6 separate regions of the Mus musculus genome follow, and all the other regions are linked to region 6. A link is a contact called in public HiChIP or PLAC-seq and promoter capture Hi-C data. All regions are on one chromosome and are shown on one strand. Each heading gives the region's core, a stretch centred on a gene start, on an enhancer-like site or on the middle of the called end of the contact. The rest is flanking DNA. Distances are from core to core; before and after follow the strand shown. Region 1 has its middle 69 kb from the start of Gm30143. Region 2 holds the start of Zbp1 (Z-DNA binding protein 1). Region 3 has its middle 27 kb from the start of Stx16. Region 4 has its middle 11 kb from the start of Gm30143. Region 5 overlaps Gm40011. Region 6 holds the start of Ankrd60 (ankyrin repeat domain 60).

What was found. Promoter capture Hi-C pulls out the DNA fragments that hold promoters and counts their contacts. HiChIP or PLAC-seq counts read pairs in DNA pulled down with a chosen protein or histone mark.
Region 1: a contact with region 6 is called in a promoter capture Hi-C map of embryonic stem cells, with 5 times the contacts expected there. The contact joins the enhancer-like site here to the promoter of Ankrd60 in region 6. A contact is called at or near these places in 9 of 39 promoter capture datasets (the 3T3-L1 cell line, the HPC-7 cell line, HPC-7-derived erythroid cells and 5 more), 1 of 15 datasets of contacts at CTCF or cohesin (embryonic stem cells), 14 of 484 Hi-C or Micro-C datasets (embryonic fibroblasts, embryonic stem cells, extraembryonic ectoderm and 5 more), 3 of 115 datasets of contacts at active chromatin or transcription factors (differentiating embryonic stem cells, embryonic basal ganglia and neural tube) and 4 of 9 other capture datasets (adipose tissue, embryonic stem cells, liver and 1 more).
Region 2: a promoter capture Hi-C map of hematopoietic stem and progenitor cells shows a contact between it and region 6, with 3 times the contacts expected there. The contact joins the promoter of Zbp1 here to the promoter of Ankrd60 in region 6. A contact is called at or near these places in 15 of 39 promoter capture datasets (the C10 cell line, the HPC-7 cell line, the SN4741 cell line and 11 more), 7 of 484 Hi-C or Micro-C datasets (the F1.1 cell line, bone marrow-derived macrophages, embryonic fibroblasts and 3 more), 15 of 115 datasets of contacts at active chromatin or transcription factors (CD8 T cells, the SCID.adh cell line, craniofacial prominence and 11 more) and 4 of 9 other capture datasets (adipose tissue, liver, macrophages and 1 more).
Region 3: a contact with region 6 is called in an H3K4me3 HiChIP or PLAC-seq map of neural tube, with 6 times the contacts expected there. The contact joins the enhancer-like site here to the promoter of Ankrd60 in region 6. A contact is called at or near these places in 6 of 39 promoter capture datasets (the C10 cell line, HPC-7-derived erythroid cells, cranial neural crest and 2 more), 2 of 15 datasets of contacts at CTCF or cohesin (embryonic stem cells and large pre-B cells), 2 of 484 Hi-C or Micro-C datasets (the G1E-ER4 cell line and cranial neural crest), 13 of 115 datasets of contacts at active chromatin or transcription factors (craniofacial prominence, differentiating embryonic stem cells, embryonic basal ganglia and 10 more) and 4 of 9 other capture datasets (embryonic stem cells, embryonic tail, liver and 1 more).
Region 4: a contact with region 6 is called in an H3K4me3 HiChIP or PLAC-seq map of neural tube, with 7 times the contacts expected there. The contact joins the enhancer-like site here to the promoter of Ankrd60 in region 6. A contact is called at or near these places in 9 of 39 promoter capture datasets (the 3T3-L1 cell line, the HPC-7 cell line, embryonic stem cells and 3 more), 1 of 15 datasets of contacts at CTCF or cohesin (the NIH/3T3 cell line), 6 of 484 Hi-C or Micro-C datasets (bone marrow-derived macrophages, cortical neurons, granulocyte-monocyte progenitors and 2 more), 7 of 115 datasets of contacts at active chromatin or transcription factors (embryonic basal ganglia, embryonic hindbrain, embryonic midbrain and 4 more) and 4 of 9 other capture datasets (adipose tissue, embryonic stem cells, liver and 1 more).
Region 5: a contact with region 6 is called in an H3K27ac HiChIP or PLAC-seq map of double positive thymocytes, with 7 times the contacts expected there. The contact joins the enhancer-like site here to the promoter of Ankrd60 in region 6. A contact is called at or near these places in 3 of 39 promoter capture datasets (embryonic stem cells and liver), 7 of 115 datasets of contacts at active chromatin or transcription factors (T-cell acute lymphoblastic leukemia, craniofacial prominence, double positive thymocytes and 4 more) and 4 of 9 other capture datasets (adipose tissue, embryonic stem cells, liver and 1 more).

What each region holds. Positions count from the first base shown.
Region 1 is chr2:173,948,765-173,951,959 of GRCm38.p6, forward strand. No RefSeq gene overlaps it. Among named protein-coding and RNA genes, the nearest start is that of Gm30143, 69 kb to the right of the region's middle. Within about 2 kb of position 1,332, at least 18 of the 459 cell types and tissues checked have an H3K27ac peak or open chromatin away from gene starts, as enhancers often do. A contact at or near this core is called in differentiating embryonic stem cells, embryonic stem cells, extraembryonic ectoderm and 1 more, where this site is marked.
Region 2 is chr2:173,217,320-173,220,278 of GRCm38.p6, forward strand. Zbp1 (Z-DNA binding protein 1) reads right to left here and starts at 1,603. Exons shown (of 8, transcript NM_021394.2): 1 at 1,423-1,603. The coding sequence starts at 1,456.
Region 3 is chr2:174,048,754-174,051,852 of GRCm38.p6, forward strand. No RefSeq gene overlaps it. Among named protein-coding and RNA genes, the nearest start is that of Stx16, 27 kb to the right of the region's middle. Within about 2 kb of position 1,463, at least 51 of the 459 cell types and tissues checked have an H3K27ac peak or open chromatin away from gene starts, as enhancers often do. A contact at or near this core is called in embryonic limb bud, embryonic tail and neural tube, where this site is marked.
Region 4 is chr2:174,007,049-174,010,014 of GRCm38.p6, forward strand. No RefSeq gene overlaps it. Among named protein-coding and RNA genes, the nearest start is that of Gm30143, 11 kb to the right of the region's middle. Within about 2 kb of position 1,388, at least 57 of the 459 cell types and tissues checked have an H3K27ac peak or open chromatin away from gene starts, as enhancers often do. A contact at or near this core is called in neural tube, second pharyngeal arch cranial neural crest and uterus, where this site is marked.
Region 5 is chr2:173,088,333-173,091,208 of GRCm38.p6, forward strand. All of the region lies in intron 2 of Gm40011, which reads left to right. Among named protein-coding and RNA genes, the nearest start is that of Gm40011, 7.0 kb to the left of the region's middle. RefSeq lists an enhancer at 1-535. Within about 2 kb of position 1,334, at least 14 of the 459 cell types and tissues checked have an H3K27ac peak or open chromatin away from gene starts, as enhancers often do. A contact at or near this core is called in T-cell acute lymphoblastic leukemia, double positive thymocytes and regulatory T cells, where this site is marked.
Region 6 is chr2:173,576,609-173,579,684 of GRCm38.p6, forward strand. It overlaps Ankrd60 (ankyrin repeat domain 60), which reads right to left and starts at 1,665. Exons shown (of 4, transcript NM_027303.2): 1 at 1,382-1,665. The coding sequence starts at 1,466. It also overlaps the pseudogene Ppp4r1l-ps.

The DNA.
Region 1 (3,195 bases), core at 82-2,581, 370 kb after region 6:
TTTGGTGGTTGCGGTCAGAGTCCCTAGGTTAAATGGGAGGGGAGGCCCTTGGTCCTGTGGAGGGTTGATGCCCCAAAGTAGGAGGATGCTGGAGCAGGGGGAAGCACCCTCATAGAGGCAAAGGGGAGGGGGGAGAGGGCAGATAGAATGGGGAGGGTTGTGGAGGGGTAACCGGGAAAGGGGACATCATTCGCGATGTAAACAAATGGAATGATTAATACAAAAAATAATTTTAAAAAACAAAAACAAAAACAACAGTAGCTTATCCTGAGAAGGGAAGCAATGTGAACTGGGGATCACAGCTGAGGCTGCTGGCCCCATATCCAGGGGTCCAAGAGTTGTAAACTGACAGTCTGTAGTGTAGAGATGGTGAGGTGAAAAAGAGGAGGTTGGGGTAGGCAGGATCACTCTGGGGCTCTGAGTCTCATTTTGAAGGTCTTTTATGCTAACTCCTCCCAACTTTGGAAGCTAAAAATGTTGGAATATTGTGCCAATTAGGGGCTGGGTGGAGACCCTGAAGGTTTCAAGGAGGCAATGTTGTCATGGCTCCAGCTAACCCTAACTACAGAGCGAGCATAGCTTCTGTTGCCCCAAGGGCTGTCCGGACAGTGAGCACATGGACCACAAAGCTATAATGTCTGCTGTCACAAAGGGGAGAGCCCTACTTGGCCTGGCCATTTTTTCTCCTTTTGGGTAGATGGTGGGTCTGGATAGTCCTGCGATCCAGGGTGGGGAGCCTCAGAGCTGGTGACCACCTAGTCTTTTCTCCAGGGAATCAGATTCTTTCTAAGAACATGTCCAGCTCCATCAGTTTCATGGGAGGAAGAGTCACTCCAAGGGCTTCATCCAGCCTCTCTGTGTCCTGCTGAGTGCCTTCCTGTCACACCTGGCAACTCAACTCAGGGAAGACATCAGTTGTGCAAATCTCATGTGCCAGGACCTGTGCCACAGACAGGGGAGGGCTATAGGCATGGGTCCAGGCACCATGAAGTGTAACCAACCAAGAGAAAGCAATGGACAAGTGTAGAAACGAAAGACTCAAATGAAACTGTCAGAGCTCAGAGGTGGCTGTGCAGCCTCTAGAGGAAGTCACAGGACTCTCTGCAGAGGACGGGGGGGGGGGGACGGGGGGGGGGACGGGGGGGGACGGGGGGGGACGGGACGGGACGGGACGGGACGAGACGAGACGGGACACGGGACACAGGATCTGCAGGGCTGGAGGGATGTGGTCATGGAAGGAGGGAGGTGACATGGGGATGAGGGTGGGAGTGGGATGTGGAGGGAGCCCCGAAGAGCCCCCAGAGGGTCTGTGTAGCCTGGCTTCCTCCCTGGATGAGGGAGGGGGAGGGGCAGCCCAGCAGGTTTCTCCCTCCTGAGTCTTTGGATCTCCTGTTTTTGTGTTCTGAAGCTGTTGAAAAGGTTGGAGAGACTCTGCTTTGAAATGCAAGATGACTTCTCCAGGAAAAATGATCAGATTCCTCCCAACCTCTTGTTCCCAGCAGAAGAGGTGGTATTTTATCATTTCAGCATTGTATCACCGCCACAGCTAAAACCATCTGAAAGCTTGCCAGGGTAACAAAGGGAAGGTAAAGTGCGATGACTCAGTATTGAGTCGTGAAAGGCTCCCAAAAGCAAGAGAGCGGCTTTTCCCTCCCCCAACACCTGGGCTTGGAAACAAAGACAGACTAGTCCCAGTCATCCCCTCCCAGAATCCTGTCTAGTCCCCATTTAGCAGAATTTCAGCTGCCCAGCCTCATACTTGATGAGTCTCCATTAGCTTCTCTGTTTGCTGGGGACAGTCGCCCACATAAAAACTCTGTAATAAGGGATACTGTGCTGAGTTAAGAAGGCGCTGAATTATAGAGGTTGAGCAGAATGCATTTGTCATGGTAGGAATCCTCAGGGCTCGCATGCTAATGAGCCCTTCTTGAGCAGGTTGTAATGTGCAGTGTTTCTCAAACTCGAGTGGGAGTGTTTTAAAATACACCTCTCGTAAGATTGTGAGATGATGGTTCTGTGGAACTCAGTCTGCGTTACAGTGACTCAATTTAACATTTATTAAAATATTATCAGGAATAACTTTACAAGATGACAGTGAATTAAACTCCTGTCATTCACTCAACAATCCACATACACTCTTCTGCAACCAACTCTCTATCCATCCACCCTGGCACCACACATCTACCCACACAAACAGCCAACTATCCCTCCTCCCTATATCCATGCATTTATTCATCCTCATCCATCTACTGATCTATCCATTATGTCTTCCACTCCATCTATCCACATGTGTATCCAGGATATCCATCTGCCCACGTAGGTACCCATCTACCCACATGTGTATCCATCTATCAACATGTGTATCCACATACCCATATATGTATCCATCTACCCACATGTATATCCACTTACTTACATGGGTACATATCTACCCATATGTGTATTCATCTAGCCACATGTGAATATATTATGTCCATCTACCCCATATGTATACATATCCCCACATGTGTATACATCTTTACCCACATGCATATCATTCTACCCATCTGTGTATTAATCTACACACATATATATCCATCTACTCACATGTGTATTCATCGATCCACATGTATATCCAACTATACATAAGTGTATCCATCTTCCCACGTGTGTATCCATATAACATATGTATTCAGCTATCCACATGTCTATCTTTCTATGCACCTGTATATCCATCTACCCACATGTGTATCCATCCACTGTCATGTGTACCCATCTACCCACATGTGCATCCATCTACTCACGTTTATCCATCTACCAATTTATTTATCCATTTTCTAACATGTGTACTTATTTTATTCATCTACCCACATGTATAAGCATCTACTCACATGTGTATCCCTCTAGCCACATATGTATCCATCAACTCACATAGGTTCAGTCTGTCCACATGTGTATCCTCTACCTACATATGAATCCATCTACCTACATGTGTATCCATTGTATCCATCTACACACATATGTATACATTTACCCACATGTGAATCCATCTACCCACATGTCCACCCATCTGCCCAAATGTGTATCTACCCAAATGTATATCCATTTACCAACTAGTGTATCTGTCTACCCATATGTGTATCATTCTATCTACATGTGTATCCATCTTTCCACAGATGCATCCATCTACCCCCATGTGTATCATTTTACCCATAT
Region 2 (2,959 bases), core at 353-2,852, 360 kb before region 6:
TGGCCAGGAGTCCCTTTCTCTCCTGCTCAGCACCCACATCGAAGGCATGGGTGTTCCCAGCCCAGGAGCCCAGCAGATAAGAAAAATGGGTCTCTCCTCCCTTGCCTGATACAGCAGGAGTCCTGAAAACCCAGCTCAGCTCTTTAACCCAGCCTCAATGTCATCTTCCAGATGCCTGCCTGCCAACTCCAGAAGGCTTCCTCCCAGAGCCCTCCACCCCTGCTAGCTACCCAGCCTCCTCCTCCGTGTCTAACCCTGAGGATCCCCAAGTTCCACCTCATGTCCCTTCCAGCACGTCTGTCTGCTTATCCATGAGTCTGCCTCTACCTTTCTTTCTTTCCTCTTGTGACAAAGTCTAGCTCAGGCTAGCCTGGAACTCATAGCAATCCTCCTGCTTCAGCCACAGCCCCACCCCAGGGTGGGGCTGGGGGTGGGGGTGGAGGAGGAGGAGGGTGTTGGGGGAAGGATTATAGCACTGAGCATCTATTCCTGACTTGGCTTTGCCTTGCCTTGTAAAACCTTTGCTGGGGAGTGTGCCCTGTAGTGGCCTCTCCTTCATTCCTTTCTCCCACTGGCCCCTAGGGACACACAAGGCAGGCCAAGCCTTCTCCAAAGGGTGAACTTGAAGGACTGGTTGCAGGGTCTGAAAGTGGGACTTTGGAAAGCAGAAGGCTGCAGGTGACAGGCTGGAAAGGTTAGCAGTGAAAGGAAACCATGGGAACCAGGTGACCTTAGTTCTGGTCTTTGCTTGGCTCCTCCCTGATAGCTTTTGAGCAACCACTTCTAGTATGTTGAAATAAGAAATGATTTTCAGCTGGGCGTGGTGGCGCACGCCTTTAATCCCAGCTCTTGGAAGGCAGAGGCAGGCGGATTTCTGAGTTCGAGGCCAGTCTAGTCTACAGAGTGAGTTCCAAGACAGCCAGGGCTACACAGAAAAACCCTGTCTCGAAAAAACCAAACCAAACAAAAGCAAACAAACAAAAAACAAAAATGAAGTGCTTTTCAAAAGATGAAGAAGAAAAGCAGTGAACTAAATCCTGCCCACAGCATGGCAGCCTCACACAGCCCTGCACCCCGCAGCCTCCCATAGCCCAGAAGCCCCTAGACAGGGTATGTAGTCTCAGCAAGGGTTCAAATAGGGCAGGAGAAGAGCTTGAATGTAAAATCAAAGTCACATCTCCTTATCAAAGCAAAGTCCTCTCTTGAAATGACAGTTCGGAGCCCGAGGGCTGTCACAGGCCTTGGTGACCTCATCAATGAGGTAAGGTGACATGAAGGATCTGGGGCACAGGATCCTTGAAGCAAGCTGACTTCCCTGTGGTGACCTCAGAATCCTGTTGCTGTCTGGGCCAAGGAAAGAGCTAGGAGCCTTAGAAACATCAGCTGGGACCCACGCGAGGTGAAGGAAGAGGTTTAGCTTACCTCCTGTGCTCAAGTCAACAGGAGCTTCTGCCATGCTCACAGCAGCCTTGGGGCTCCTTTAGGGCAGGGGGTGGCAGTTTCTGGCACTGTGGTCAGGCCTGGGGCTCTGAATCCACAGGCAAGAATGGCTGCTTGGACCTGCAGGCACCAGCTGTTACCATCCCGGAAACAAATACCCATCTGGCTCCATCCCCTCCCCGCCCTCCAGCTTTTCAAAGAAAGAGAAAATGAAACTTTGGTGTGGTTCTCGGAAAGAAAGGGTGTCGAAATCGAAATTGAAATCGGGGTGGGTGAGCAAGCTGGAGTTGGATGACTGTGTGACAGAGAAGAGAGGAGTCTTGGCCTCTGGGGTGGAGACTGGTCTCCCACCGGGAGAGCTCTATCTGAAGAGAACTCTGTGAAAGCCCTGTGAGGAGGAAGATAGATCTAGGAAAAGGCACCTACTGTGCCTCCCCCACATGCCCACAGGCAGGTGTAGTACCATCTACTCACATACCTTCTAGAAAAAGAGCCCCTTTTCTCACTTTCATAAATTCTCAGTGACCCGTGAACAGCTCAGACACTTCTCTGTTCCATATTACGTAAGAGGGGATCGGGGCTCACAGAGATGGCCTTGTGTCCACCACTCAGCTCACAATAATCCCAGAATCTGGGTCCCGGCTACAGGGTGGAGGTGGGGTGAGTGCAGAGGCCATGATCTTGGGACCTCTGTACCTGTCTGGTGTGCAGGTCACTGGTGCACAGGGCAAGACAGCAGCAGTCGTTGGAGACTAGAAGGAGGTGATGTGCCTGGAGGATGTCTGCCAAGCAAGCAGGAGGTGGCAGGTCCCCAGTCAGCTTCACCTTACAGAACCTGAAAGGGTCACCAAGGGACCAAGACCAGGCCAGGTCTACACAGCTTAGGATGGGCCTGTGCATGGGAAAATATTAACATTTCCAAGTGATTTTTTTATGACTTCCAGGGAGGAAAAACAGTGCCTGCAGAGCCAGCCAAGGAAAACAGAAACCGCACTGCCTGTTGCCACCCAAAATAAATAAAGTCGCTTTTAAATGAACTCTCAGCTGGCCCCATTGAGGGACACTGCCCAGGTTCCCTAGAGGCGCCATTTGAAAACTGACCACTAGGTGGCGCATGCTCACCAACCGCCTCTTGCCCAGGGGGTCTTGCTTGGTCCCTAACCAAGGTGGCTCCAGACTTAGCAGGGCTTCAGGACATGCCCTCCTCACTCCTTTCTTCAGCATTTTCCTCTTCCCTTCCCTTCCCTTCCCTTCCCTTCCCTTCCCTTCCCTTCCCTTCCCTTCCCTTCCCTTCCCTTCCTTACATTAGCTGACCTGCCTGGAAGGAGTCAGAGCCTCCTAGGTCAGTGACTCTCAACCATCCTAACTCTGCACGTCGTTGTGATCCCCACCATAGAAATGATTTTCATCAACACTTTGTAACCATAATTTTGCTATTGTTATGAAACATAATGTAAAGATCTGTGCTTTCTAATGGTCTTAGGTAGCCCCTGTGAAAATGCCACTTGACTCCTCCAGA
Region 3 (3,099 bases), core at 213-2,712, 470 kb after region 6:
TATAAAGAGGACTAGTTGAGGGGAGACCCTGGGAATTCTTACTGAGAAGGATTCCCTTAGAAAGATGCAGGGTGTCATTCTAGAGGGCATGGTGTCAATGAGAGGAGCTGCAGGGCGCTGCTACCCAGTGAGCGTGTGGACCTGGTGATATCCTACAGACACCTCATCTGGGAGGCCATGCTTATCACTTCCCTTTGGATACGTCTACTTCAGAGGCCAGGGTTCTGAGCCTGGGCTCCATCACACTAGCAAGGGCAATGGCAGGAGCCTCTGCAAGAAGCAGCCTTATCAATGGTGACAGTGGGACAAGCTTGTGGCTGCTCTGGGTCTTGCTGCTGGGAACACCCAACTCACAGAAGTGGTGAAGCCCATCCTATCCAAGGATGCCTGGGTCTCTGGAAGTTTTGCCTCCTCATAAATTCCTCCAGCTTTCTGTCCTGATGATATTGTATGCTGGAGGAACTCATGAGATATTGTTTCTCCCAAGAACTCAAGCAATGGTGAAATATTTGATGATATAGTTTCCATAAGATCAACAAATAACTGTCAGCCTCTTTGGAGCCAAGGCTGCCTTCCTTGAGAATCAACATACGGAACTTGTTTATAATTTGAAATAAAACAGACTCCCCAGCCCCCTTCTTCTCTTGCCTCTGTTTCCCGCTAGCTAGGACCCTGCCCTGTAAATGCATGAGTGTTTTTGCCTCCAAGCTTCTGTCACTGTTTAAACTGGAAATTGTTATCTACTCCCTTGGCTTGACCATGCTCCCACAGCCTCTCAGCAGCCTCTGTTGCTGCTTACCTCATCCTCCTGTACCTCTGGACCTCTGAGCAAGTGATCTATGCTGTCTCCTCCCAAGCATCTGCCCTCTCCTGCTCTAGAGAGTACTGAGAAAAATCCAAAGGAGTCTCATTGCAACAAGAACTCCCAGGGTGGGAGGGGCTTTGCCTGTACAGTCTCATCTGCCCACAGCTGGTGCTCTGTGCTTGCCCTTGCAGGGGTGGGGGTGGGGAATTCACCTCTCACCCTCCGTGTGTGCTATTTGTATGCATGCCTTCCACAGCCCCATTTAGAGGGGGAGGAAACTGAGAGAATAGGTGTCACGCCCCTAGCTTAGTGGTGTGGCTCTGTAGGACCTGTCACCAATTCTGTCCCCAAAGCCTGGCTTTTAACACCATGGGAACATCCTAGCAAAATCCCCCAATAGCCATTTAAGAAGGACTGGGCTCAGGGCATGCTTTAACTACCCTGAGGGCTATGTTTGTTCAGATGTTAGATTTTTCACAGGGGTTCAAGTTTCTTAGTTCTGAGCAATAAAAGAGGGGGGAGGGGAAAGAAAGAGAGAGAAGACACCACATGTAAGTCCAGCCTCCAACCTAATGCACTTCTCTCTGGGCCTCTCCCAGCTCCTGAAGCCCCCTCCCCAGCTGTGACATCACCATTCAGCCCCCGCAGATGACAGCCCTGTGATCCATCACCAGCCATCTGCTTTCCTGCTGCTGGGGACAGGAGAGCCTGGAGCTGGCCCCACTGGGCTGGGAGGCAGCTGCACCTGCCCATCATAGCTCACGAAGGGCTGTTTGCATTTGTTCGTGTTGGTCCCCACCCCCACCCCCTCCAGCCCCCCACTATCTCAAGATGTGACATCTTCCCATCCAGGCCTGGAGTTTCTAGCCAGTCAGACAGCCTCCCTTGCTCACAGAGACTCGGCCATGAGATTGAGATCTGATGAGATAAAGCCTTGGGCATCTGTGAATCAGTTCATGGTTCAGGCCATGATGAAAGGGGCTGTTTATGCTCAATAGATACCCGGAGCAAATTGAAACCAGGACCCAAGAGCTTCAGAGAAGTATCTCTGCTTCAGCCTCTTGAAAAATTAGGGCAAAGTCTAAACACTTGTCAGTCTTATCACTTCCTTGAGAAGGATGATTTTGTAATGTGGCATGAAGCCATTTGCCAAGAGAGAGATACCCCAGTTGCTTTGGGGGCTGAAGGCCAGCATCTTCATCCTCTGGGTCTATAACATAAACACTGAATTCCAGCCCCACGTTAGAGAGAGAAGTTGATAAGAGGTTTAAGGAGGTAGAAAGGAAATGAATAGCGAGTTTTTGCTGCCTCTTATTTCCTAAAGGGGGGGGGGGGGAGAAGTAAGCAAAGAGCAACCAATGAAGCATCAGATGTTCCTTAAAAAAAAAAAATTAAAAGGCTCTTTTCTGTCTCTACCTTGGGACAATGACCTCCCCAGACAGCAGCCCCACAGGCCCCTTCAAAAGGGCACAATTACCCCCGTGGCGTCTGTCGGTTCTGCTTGACTTGGAGAAATGGCTCCCTCCTCGGAGTTCCTAAAACATTTATCATCCCAGCCATTCCCTGGGCAATTAATCAGGTGCTGCCTTGACTATCAGCGAACGTTGTATCGAGCGCTATTTAACCCTTATCAGCACTGGGGCTCTCGACAGCTTGTCTTTCGGACTCAACCGGAGCTTCTAGAAGGCCGGGCAAAAGGTCCACCCCTCTCTATGTCCGGTGCTCACTCCCTGAAGATGGTTAGTCTTACCACCAAGGGAGGGTCTGTCTGTCCCTGGATAGAGGGCATTTGCATTTGCATTCAGGATGCTTAGCTGGGGACTGAGACTCTCAGTGCTCACAAAAGGGCCATCTGCACTGGATTCCTTATGAATACTGTTACTGGCTTGTTTGAACATGACTGAGTATCTGTGTTGATTGTTTGGATTTTTAAAAAGATTTATTCTATTTTAGGAGAAGAAAGAGAGAGAGAGAGAACACAAAAGTGGGGTACCCCAGAACCCAGAAAAAGGTATCTCTTTGAACTGGACTTACAAGCATTTGTGAGCTACGTGGCATGGGTTTTAGGGACCTAACTCGAGTTCTCTGCAAGAGTAACAAACCCTCCTAATCGTTGTTCCATCTCTCCAGTCCTGCTGTAAAACTGTTCATGATTATTGTGGGAGGGGGATACATGCCATGGTCTGTGTGCAGAGGTTTGAGGGCAATTTTATTCAGTCAATCTGTCCTTCTGCTTCCAGAAACTGAACTCAGGTCATCAACCTGGTATCGTTCACTGGGCAGCAAGAGCCTTC
Region 4 (2,966 bases), core at 138-2,637, 430 kb after region 6:
CGTTCACTTGCTCCATGTCTCAGACAGTTGAACAAAGTCCCAAGGCTGTGAGCGCTCCAGAGTAGCAAGTCAGCGGAGTTTCAGTCCACAGTGAGTTTGCTCTCTAGTTCTAAGATGTGTTTGGGGGTGTATGGCACACACAGAAGAGGGAATGGAGAACCTGGGTCAAAAACAGTCTGCTGTGAGAGCCCCCAAATAGCCATGCAGCTGAGAGAGCCCCCAAATAGCCATGCAGCTGAGATCTAGGAAGAGGGCTGTAGAGGCTGTAGACCAATTGGCACTGATTAACAAAGTCAGCTGAGGAGGAAGGAAGTCTTGCATATATCCTTGAGAGAAAGCTCTCTCTGTGTGTGTGTGTGTGTGTGTGTGTGTGTGTGTGTGTGTGTGTGTGTGTGTTTGTATGTGTATGTTTGTGTGTGTGTGTGTGTGTGCTTGTATGTGTATGTTTGTGTATGTATGTGTATGTGTGTGTTTGCGTGTGTGTATGGGGGGGGGTCATCCTTATAACCAAGCACATACCTAGGGAGGGGCTAGAAGATTCACTTCTTACCTCATCTTCTAATTTGCCCTTCTGTACTAACAGGATAGACCTAGACATATGATCACCCAGAATAAAGGCCCAGCTTACCTTGCAGCTACATGGGGTGGTATGTAGATTTGGGCCATAGTGGTAGGAAACACAATGTGAGCAGGAGAAGTGGCAAGAGCCCTCATGTTCCTTTATTCCCTCTGCAATGGTAGGGCTCGGAGCAGCCATTTTGTATGGTGAACTAGAAGCCTGCATTGGCTACAGAAGAGTGAAGTGATGGTGTTGGTTGGGGTTGGGGTGGGCAGGGAACAGGGTCTCTGAAGACTATGTAGATGGCACAGCTGCCTGCGAAGTGAGAACCATGATTCCCGTGTTACTAAGACCTTGCTGACTTTGGGTAGGTTGTAACAGCCAAATCTGTAATGTGAGAAACCCATAAAGCCCTTGACATAAACATACACCCTAAATAAAGACAGTGTTGCTATGTATGAAACACCACTTGGAAATCCTGTGGCCTTCTCCTGCCAGCAGGCAGCACCATCACACACACACACACACACACACACCCTGCACACAGACATACATGAAGAGCTCTTTTCCCACTGTACCAGGCTCCTGCTTCCATCAGGGCTGGGACGGAAGAGGGACTGACCGAGGGAAAAATGGCAGAACTCATTTAGAGGAGAGTGGAGATTGCTAGCCCTTCAAAGCCTCCAACCTTCACCTCTGCCTCCTTCTTCCTCACAGATGGGACCAATATGTAAGGAACCCCAGGTCAGTCCCCATGAGAGGGGCCACTGACAGCAAGAGCCTGGAAAAGACTGCAGATAGGCATACCAGGATGTCAGCAGAATAATTCACGAGGCTCCTCTGGCCCCTGTGGAGAGGGCGTGGGGCGGGGCTGCCTCTCAATGATCTCAGCCTCCCTCCCAGCCTTTCCCAGAAAATCACAGGAGCGCTGCCAGCGAGGGGCCTGCGGCCGAGGCCCCTCCAATGCAATCAGCCGTAATAACTTAATAGCCTGAAGTTGGGGGCTCCTTCTGCAGCCCAGCTCCTTCGCCCTCAGCAGCCTTGCTCATCTGAGGAGCCTCCCTCCCAGCCTGCCCTCCCCATGCCAATTAGTTCCCTCTCTCAGGGATGTGTCTGCGGCCTGCCTCTCTGCTTCACTCACACTAGTATCCTAGCGCAGACTAGAATGCTAACATAGGAAAGGTTATGCTAACCCACATCCAGTTGTACCCAGAGCAATGAGAGAAGGTGCCTCAGTGAGCCAGGAAGGCCGCCACCGGGGAGGGGATTCAATATGCAGTATTTCATGTTGGATTAAGTGTACTGTGCAGTTGAACACAGGGGCTGGAGCTGGGAAACAAATGTTCAGATGTCTTCGTGGGTGACCTCCAAGCTTCCACGGGCCCCTCACTCCTCTCATAATTCAAACTTGTTGGCTTGGAGATGCAGCTTGGAATTCTATGATCTGTTCACAGCTCTCCCCAGCAGCCAGGGTTCCGCTCTGGAGCCCGCACACTGACACATTGGGAATGGAAGCCCACGTTTCCATTTGGCCGGGCAGAGAACCATGTCTGAGCTCATCTTCCCAGGAGCTCTGTCTCCTAGCAAGGGGAGGAGGGGAAGGGATCTGCCCCGTGTCAAGCACATAAAGACCATTACTTTAGAGAGAGCTTGCTCTTCAGGGGACAAGGGTCTTTCTTTTTCTATGCATGTTTCTCTCCTCCCCCCCCCCAATCCTGTCTGTCTTTCTCAGGCTCACTTACTCTCTCTCTCTTGTACATATGTGTATGTGTGCATATGTGTATATTGTGTATATATGTGTATATATATAATGTGTTTGTTTGTGTTTTATAGGCCAGAGAACAACCTTGGGTACCATCTTCAGAAACAGGGTCTCAGGCTGGAGCTTAACCAGAAACCAGTTAAGCTAGACTGATGGCCAGTAAGCCCCGCCCCCCCCCCATACCCTCCTGCCTTCACCTCCCCAGCACTGAAGTTACAACTGTGTACTATCATGCCTGGCACTTTACAAACAGAACCACCCTCCCAGCCCAAAGAGATCGCCCAGCCTTTGGCAGCCTACATACACATTCATTCATTCATTCATTCATTCAAACAACAAAGTCTCTGATCAACTCTGTCTAATGGAATTCTTAGAAGCATTTAAAACTTATATTCGGAAATAAAAGTCTGTGCCCCAACCCAGGCATGGAGACCCTCCTCATAGACCCCAGCATCCCAAACCCAGGAGATATGCTGGAAGTGACAGAAGCCATTTCTGAACTTGGGGCTTCTGTTTTGTTCTTTGTGTGACCTCTCTCACAGGCTCACTCTGATGAAACCGAGAGGCCCAAGTGGTAAGGAGTGGCTGTCTGTCAATAGACCCTCCAGGGTCTTTCTCCTCTTTCCTCTTCCCTGACCCAAGGGT
Region 5 (2,876 bases), core at 84-2,583, 490 kb before region 6:
GCTCTCTACCACTGAGCTACCCCCACTCCCAGGTCTACATTACTCCTTTTCACAGTTCAGGCCTTAGAATAGAATCACTGTTTGAGAAATCTTAATCACGTTTGGATTGCTCTGCACGCTTGCAGCCATTAACCAGAAATGATGAGTACAGCAGGCCACCCTCTAAGCTCAGTTGCCTCTAAGAGAAATATTTAAAAAAATTTTTTTTAGATTTATTTTTATTTTATGTGTGTATTTTGCTTGCCTGGGTATCTATTCACTATTCGTGTGCCTGGTGCCTGTGGAAGTCGGAGGAGGGCCTCAGATCCCTCGGAACCGGAGGCAGTTGTGAGCTGCTATGTGGATGCTTGGAATTGAACCTGGGTTCTCTGGAAGAACAGGCAATGCTCTAAACAATGGAGACATCTCTCCAGCCCCCAAGAGAGCTATTTTACCAGAGCTGTTTGTATGACATCTCCTGGCCACAGGAGACTTTTGTGGCACTTTCTGTGGTGTCCAGCACAGCGGGCCTCCTGTTCTGTCCTCTGCTCAGGGTGGAAGCAGAGGCAGGCACACCATTTGAAACACTAGGTTGTGCAGGTTGCAGAGATGATTGGTGGTGACCGTGTTTATGACAGCCATGCCTTGGGAATGTGGGGCGGCTGGTGTGAGCATCTCACACCAGGTACTCACTACAAATCAACTTCTACGAAAGGCTGGGGCGAGGGAGTGTGAGCGGAGATGAGCACCACACTCCAAGTCATTCGCTGTCGTCGGTATGTTTCACTTGCCTTAGAGACAAAACCAGGACCACTGATAGGACCAGCCTGAGGCCTGTCATGGGCATCAGAAGAGATGAGCGTTCATTCGGGAGACCAGACCTAGGAAAAAACCTGTTCTTGCCACTTTCCAAAAGTGAGCCATCATGACATGGATGCCACCAATGGACCTCGATGTCAGCTGTAGAGGTTATCACGATGTAAAGCATGCTTTCTGTTGGTCTCTCTCTCTCTCTCTCTCTCTCTCTCTCTCTCTCTCTCTCTCTCTCTCTCTCTCTCTCTCTCTCTCTCTCTCGTTTTAACGGTCTTTGTAGGAGAATGCTGTCATCAACCTAAGTTACAAGGGGATATACTGTCTCCTGGCAAAACAGGCGTGAGCTGGGGCAGAGGTGAATCTCCAAGTCTCTAAAGGAAGTCCTTCCCAGGTAGCTCCCCTAACCTGCCACCCTCATCAACAAATTCTCCTCGGGTACAACACAAGGTAAGCTGCCAAGATTGAGTCCGGACTTTGTGTGTTTATGGAAGTGCCTTGAATCACCAGTACCAGTGTTTGAGAAGTTGACGCCTGCCCTCTGGTGGGCACTAGATGCACTGCAGCTGTGTTAGAGCCCAGTGCATTGGAATCTGCCACCCTTCAGCAACTGTGTGCTGCGCTCTCCTCCTGGATGGGGTTTGTCATAGAACAGAGTCAACATTCCAGCCAAACTTTGCTGTCCGATCCAAAAGTCTGCTTATAAGGAGATTTTTGACTGCTCTTTAGAGACCTACGAGGCTTGCTTTTTTTTTTTTTTTTTTTTTTTTTTTTTTATTTTGAGACAAGGTCTCATATAGTCCAAGTTGGCTTTGAACTCACTATGTAGCTAAGAATGACTGTGAACTCCCAAGCCTCTTGTCTCCCCAATGCTGGGATTACAAACCCTGCACCACTGCATGCAGTTTATTCTGTGCTGGGATCAAACACAGGGCTTCATGCTAGACAACCACTTTCCTGACTGAGGGACGGCCTCGCCCCAGCCTCTTAGGTTAGCATCCTAAGAACATGTTCTTTCCCTTGCATGCTCTTTAAAAAGGCTTATTTTTATTTCATGTGTGAGTGTTTTGCCTACATGTATGTGTGCGTACACTGTCCCCGGAGGCAAGAAGAGGGCGTCAGATGCCCTGCAACTGGAGTTACTAACAGTTGTGAGCTGCTGTGTGCCTGCTGGGAGCTGGACCTAGGTCCTCTGCATGGGCCAACAGTGCTCTATAACCACTGAGCCACCTCTCCAGCCTCATTTGTTCTTAAACTAAGAGTGTTAAAGTGCTGTGAAGTGCACAGAAGAGCTCCCACTGTGGTACTTCTTCTTTTCAAAAGATCTATTTATTTAATGTATGTCTTCAGACGCACCAGAAGAGGGCATTGGATCGCATTCCAGATGGTTGTAAGCCACCAGGTGGTTGCTGGGAATTGAACTTGGAATCGCTGGAAGAGAAGCCAGTGCTCTTAACCTCTGAGCCACCTCTCCAGCTCCCATGGTACTTCTTTAAAACTACAATGATTTGTGTGCACGTATAGCACTCATGTGTGTCAAGGTATGCATGTGGGCTCAGAGGACAAGTGTCAGGATGGCTTCAGTTCTCTCCTGGGGATTGAACTCAAGTCATTAAGGCTTGGCAGCAAGCACCTTTTACCTGCTGACCCATATTGCTGGCCCCACAATGGCTAAATATACAGTTAGTTTAGAGGTGTTCAGAGTGTCGCACTGTTGAGTAGCCTTCATGGCCTTTCTAAGTCTTCATGCTGAATAACGGTTCAATGGGTGTTGCAATGTCCTCATTAAACGCTATTCCTCTGTGCTCCCGCCCCTGCTGCCCTCTGTTCTCCTGTCCTTCCCAAGGATGCTGACTCCCCTGGGAGCTCCCACCACACCGCCCAGCAGAGCTCAGTGTTCACCTAGGCTGGAGAGCACTTGCTCTTTCAGGGCTGCATAGTGAGCCGTTGCACATATGGTCCACATTCTATTTTTCTCCTCGCCCACTGATGGGGTCTTGCTTCAGTGTGGGCATACACGACTCTCTCAGAAACCCCAGTCCCAGTTTGGTTGGGAGCCCAGCAGCGAGCTGTGGAACCACGTTGGC
Region 6 (3,076 bases), core at 415-2,914:
TTTGTTTTACTTTTGATATCCTTATGAGTGAGTGGGTGGGGTACTTGGGTTCCTAAGAGACTGATGGCTAGCCTAGATACTTGAGGTTCAAACCTGGGTTCATGTTTGTTCTGGGCTTGGGGTTCCAGGATAAGCAAGGTTCATTTTGAGTTTTAGTATCTCTGTATGCAGAGTTAAGTGAGCAGGCATTTGGGGAGCTGCAGTAGTGGTTAGCCTGAGAGATTTGGGGGTTTAACCTTGAGTAGCTGTGTTCTGGGCTTGGGGTTGTAGGATTGGCAGGTTTTGTTTTGAATTTTAACACCCTTGAGAGAATATACAGTTGGTATGAGTTGGGGGGCGGTGTTGGTAGCGGTTGGTGTGGGAATGAGATCTGGGCACTCAGCTTTATTCTGGGTTTGGGGTTCCAGGAGGGGAAAGTTTGATCTGAGTTCTAGCATCTCTATGTAGACACAGTTGATGGAATCTTGGGGTCACCTAAAATAGATCTGGTCATGCTTGGCCTGGATTTGGGGTTTCCTAAGGTGGGTAGGATTTTGTTTAGTATCTCTGGATAGCCAGTGGGGATGGAGGACATGGGTTCCCGAGGCAGTGGTCATTAGCCTAGAAACCAAGTTCAGTCTTGGTCGACTTTGTCCTGGGTCTTGAGGGTCCCAGGTCCAGATGGCTTCTTCTGTGTTTGTGCAGACATGTATGGACACGGTTGGTTTGAGTTTTAGGGTTGGGGCTCTGAGCTAGTTATTTTCAGCTTGGAGATTTGGGGTTCAATCTTAGGCAGATGTCCTCTGCCTTTGGGGACCTGAGGCCAACAAGGTTTGTCCCAGCTTCTGAAATGCTCGCATAGACAGGCTAACTAGAGAATTTGGTATCCACCACTTAGGGTTTGGTTTGGATCCAGGTTCTCATGGGGGGAAAGGCCTGTCCTCGATTTGGTAGTGGTAGGGTCTACTAAGACCTAGTTTTGTTTCAAGAGTGAAGTCTTAGGTAGACATGGTTGTCTTGGGGGCCTGGGCTCCCTAAGGAAGACAAGAGGCTGCCCAGAAGGTCTTGTGGTTTTGAGAGTTGAGGTTCTGAGCAGCCTGGACTTGCTCAAGGTTGGCAGACCACAGCCTGCGACAGACACAATGCTTGTGAATGAGGTTCACCTATATATTTGGGGTTAATAAGACACCCACCCATGTGCTTGGAGTTAGGAGCCCTTGAGTGGCCAGCGCTCCAAGGGGCCGTTCTAGATGGGGCTCGAGTGGTTGGGTTTGACTTGGTCACCTTGGATTCTCTGGCAGTTACGAGTGTCATGGGGACCCAGGGCAGGAGTGGGCCGGGGGGGGGGGCCATTGAGTGGGAGGAGCTCATGGGGTGCGGGAAGGGGTCGGGCAGGGGCCACCTCGGTCCAGGAAATGCAGCCGCTGCAGGTTGAAGGGGATGCCGACCATCAGGTCCAGCTCTTCTTTGAGCTCCCGCACTGTCATGTCGTTGCGGCAGTTGGCCACGCGGAACAGCTCCCCAGTCTCCTCCAGCTTCACCCGCAGGACATAGACGTCAGGAGTCAAGTCTGGCGACACGGTGGAGGCAAGCGGGTCCCCTGTGTGCCCCCTAACCTGTGCGCGGGCCCTGCTGGAGGGCTGAGTGTGGCGCGCGCCCGCCTTGGGGTCGTCCCCCTGCCGTTTCGGCGGACGCGCGCCCGCCCCCGCCACGTCTGCCGCCCTCCGCATGGCCCGCGTCATCCCGCGCGTCATCGCCGCCCCCGCCTGGGGCCCCCGGGACAGGAGAGGGGCGCCCGCGCTTCCGGAGACTGCTCCCCCCCCCCCCCCCCAGCCTCCTCCGCGGTCCTCGCCAGCCTGCTAGCCCTGTGGGGAACCTCTTGTCTGTTCAGGGCAGTCTGCATGGTTAGGGAGAAACGCTGGGTCCACAGTTTCTAAGGTGGTCGACAGGCTTGCTGCCGTGTGCTTTTAGGAACATAGCAATCCAAGCTAACCTGGGCCACGCTGGAACAGGCAGAGGCTTGGGTGGAAATGGCATCAAACCCGTGTGCCCTGACGTTGTGACATCCTCGGAGGGAGAAAAGTATGGAACACATCTGATGGGAAGGCTAGGCTTAAACCTTTTCAGGGGAAGCTCAAACCGCAGGGTTGGGAGGGTGTAGGCCCTCAAATACCACCAGACCCAAAGCAAGGCCTTTAGGGGCTAGAGGAAGCACCATGGAACGGGCAGGGAGCCAGAACGCCCTTCAAAAACTCTGTTGTTACCACGAACAAAATAGAAGCTTGAAAAATAGTTTGTATAGCAGTTACACAAATTTGGTCTAAGGCATGGTGGTCCAGGCCACCCACTCACTTGGGGGCAGAGGCACATGCAGTTCAAGGTGACATAAAGGGACGGTGGTTTAATCCTTTTATATCAGAGAGGCTCATTCTAAATGATGGATAATTATAATGTGTACAGTGAACAGGCTGGGGTCTTACAGTCTTTCTTTTTTTTTTTTTTCTTTTTTCTTTTTCTGCAGTACTGAGTATTGATCCCAAGGCTCCACCCAGGAACAGAACTCCCCCCCCCCCCCCCAGCAGCTGTCTTGTAGCCACAGTCTTGATAGGAGGCTGGTCTTGTCATAAGTGAACAATTTCATTTCAGTACCTAGATTCTACCTCAGAACACTAAATAGTTATTTTTATCTTTATTATTTGTCTTTTGTTTGTGGGATTTTTTTGTTTTGTTTTGTTTTGTTTTGTTTTGTTTTGTTTTTTGAGACAGGGTTTCTCTGTGTAGCCCTGAGTGCCCTGGAACTCACTCTGTAGACCAGGTTGACCTCAAAATCAGAGATCTGCCTGCCTCTGCTTCCCGAGTGCTCTGATTAAAGGCGTGTGTCATGACTGCCTGGTGTTTTTGCTCTTCTTTCTAGAAAATTATGCTCTATAAAGGATCCAAGATTCTAGCTGAGAATAATTTTCCCTCCTTTTAGACCAACAGACTTGATAAGTTTCCATTACCTGAGCAGTAGAAGCTTGTTTTGCTGCAGAGGCCCTGCAGCGTGCCTCGTGTTCTTACTGTAGACACGCAGCACACACAAAGCGGGACAGCTTCT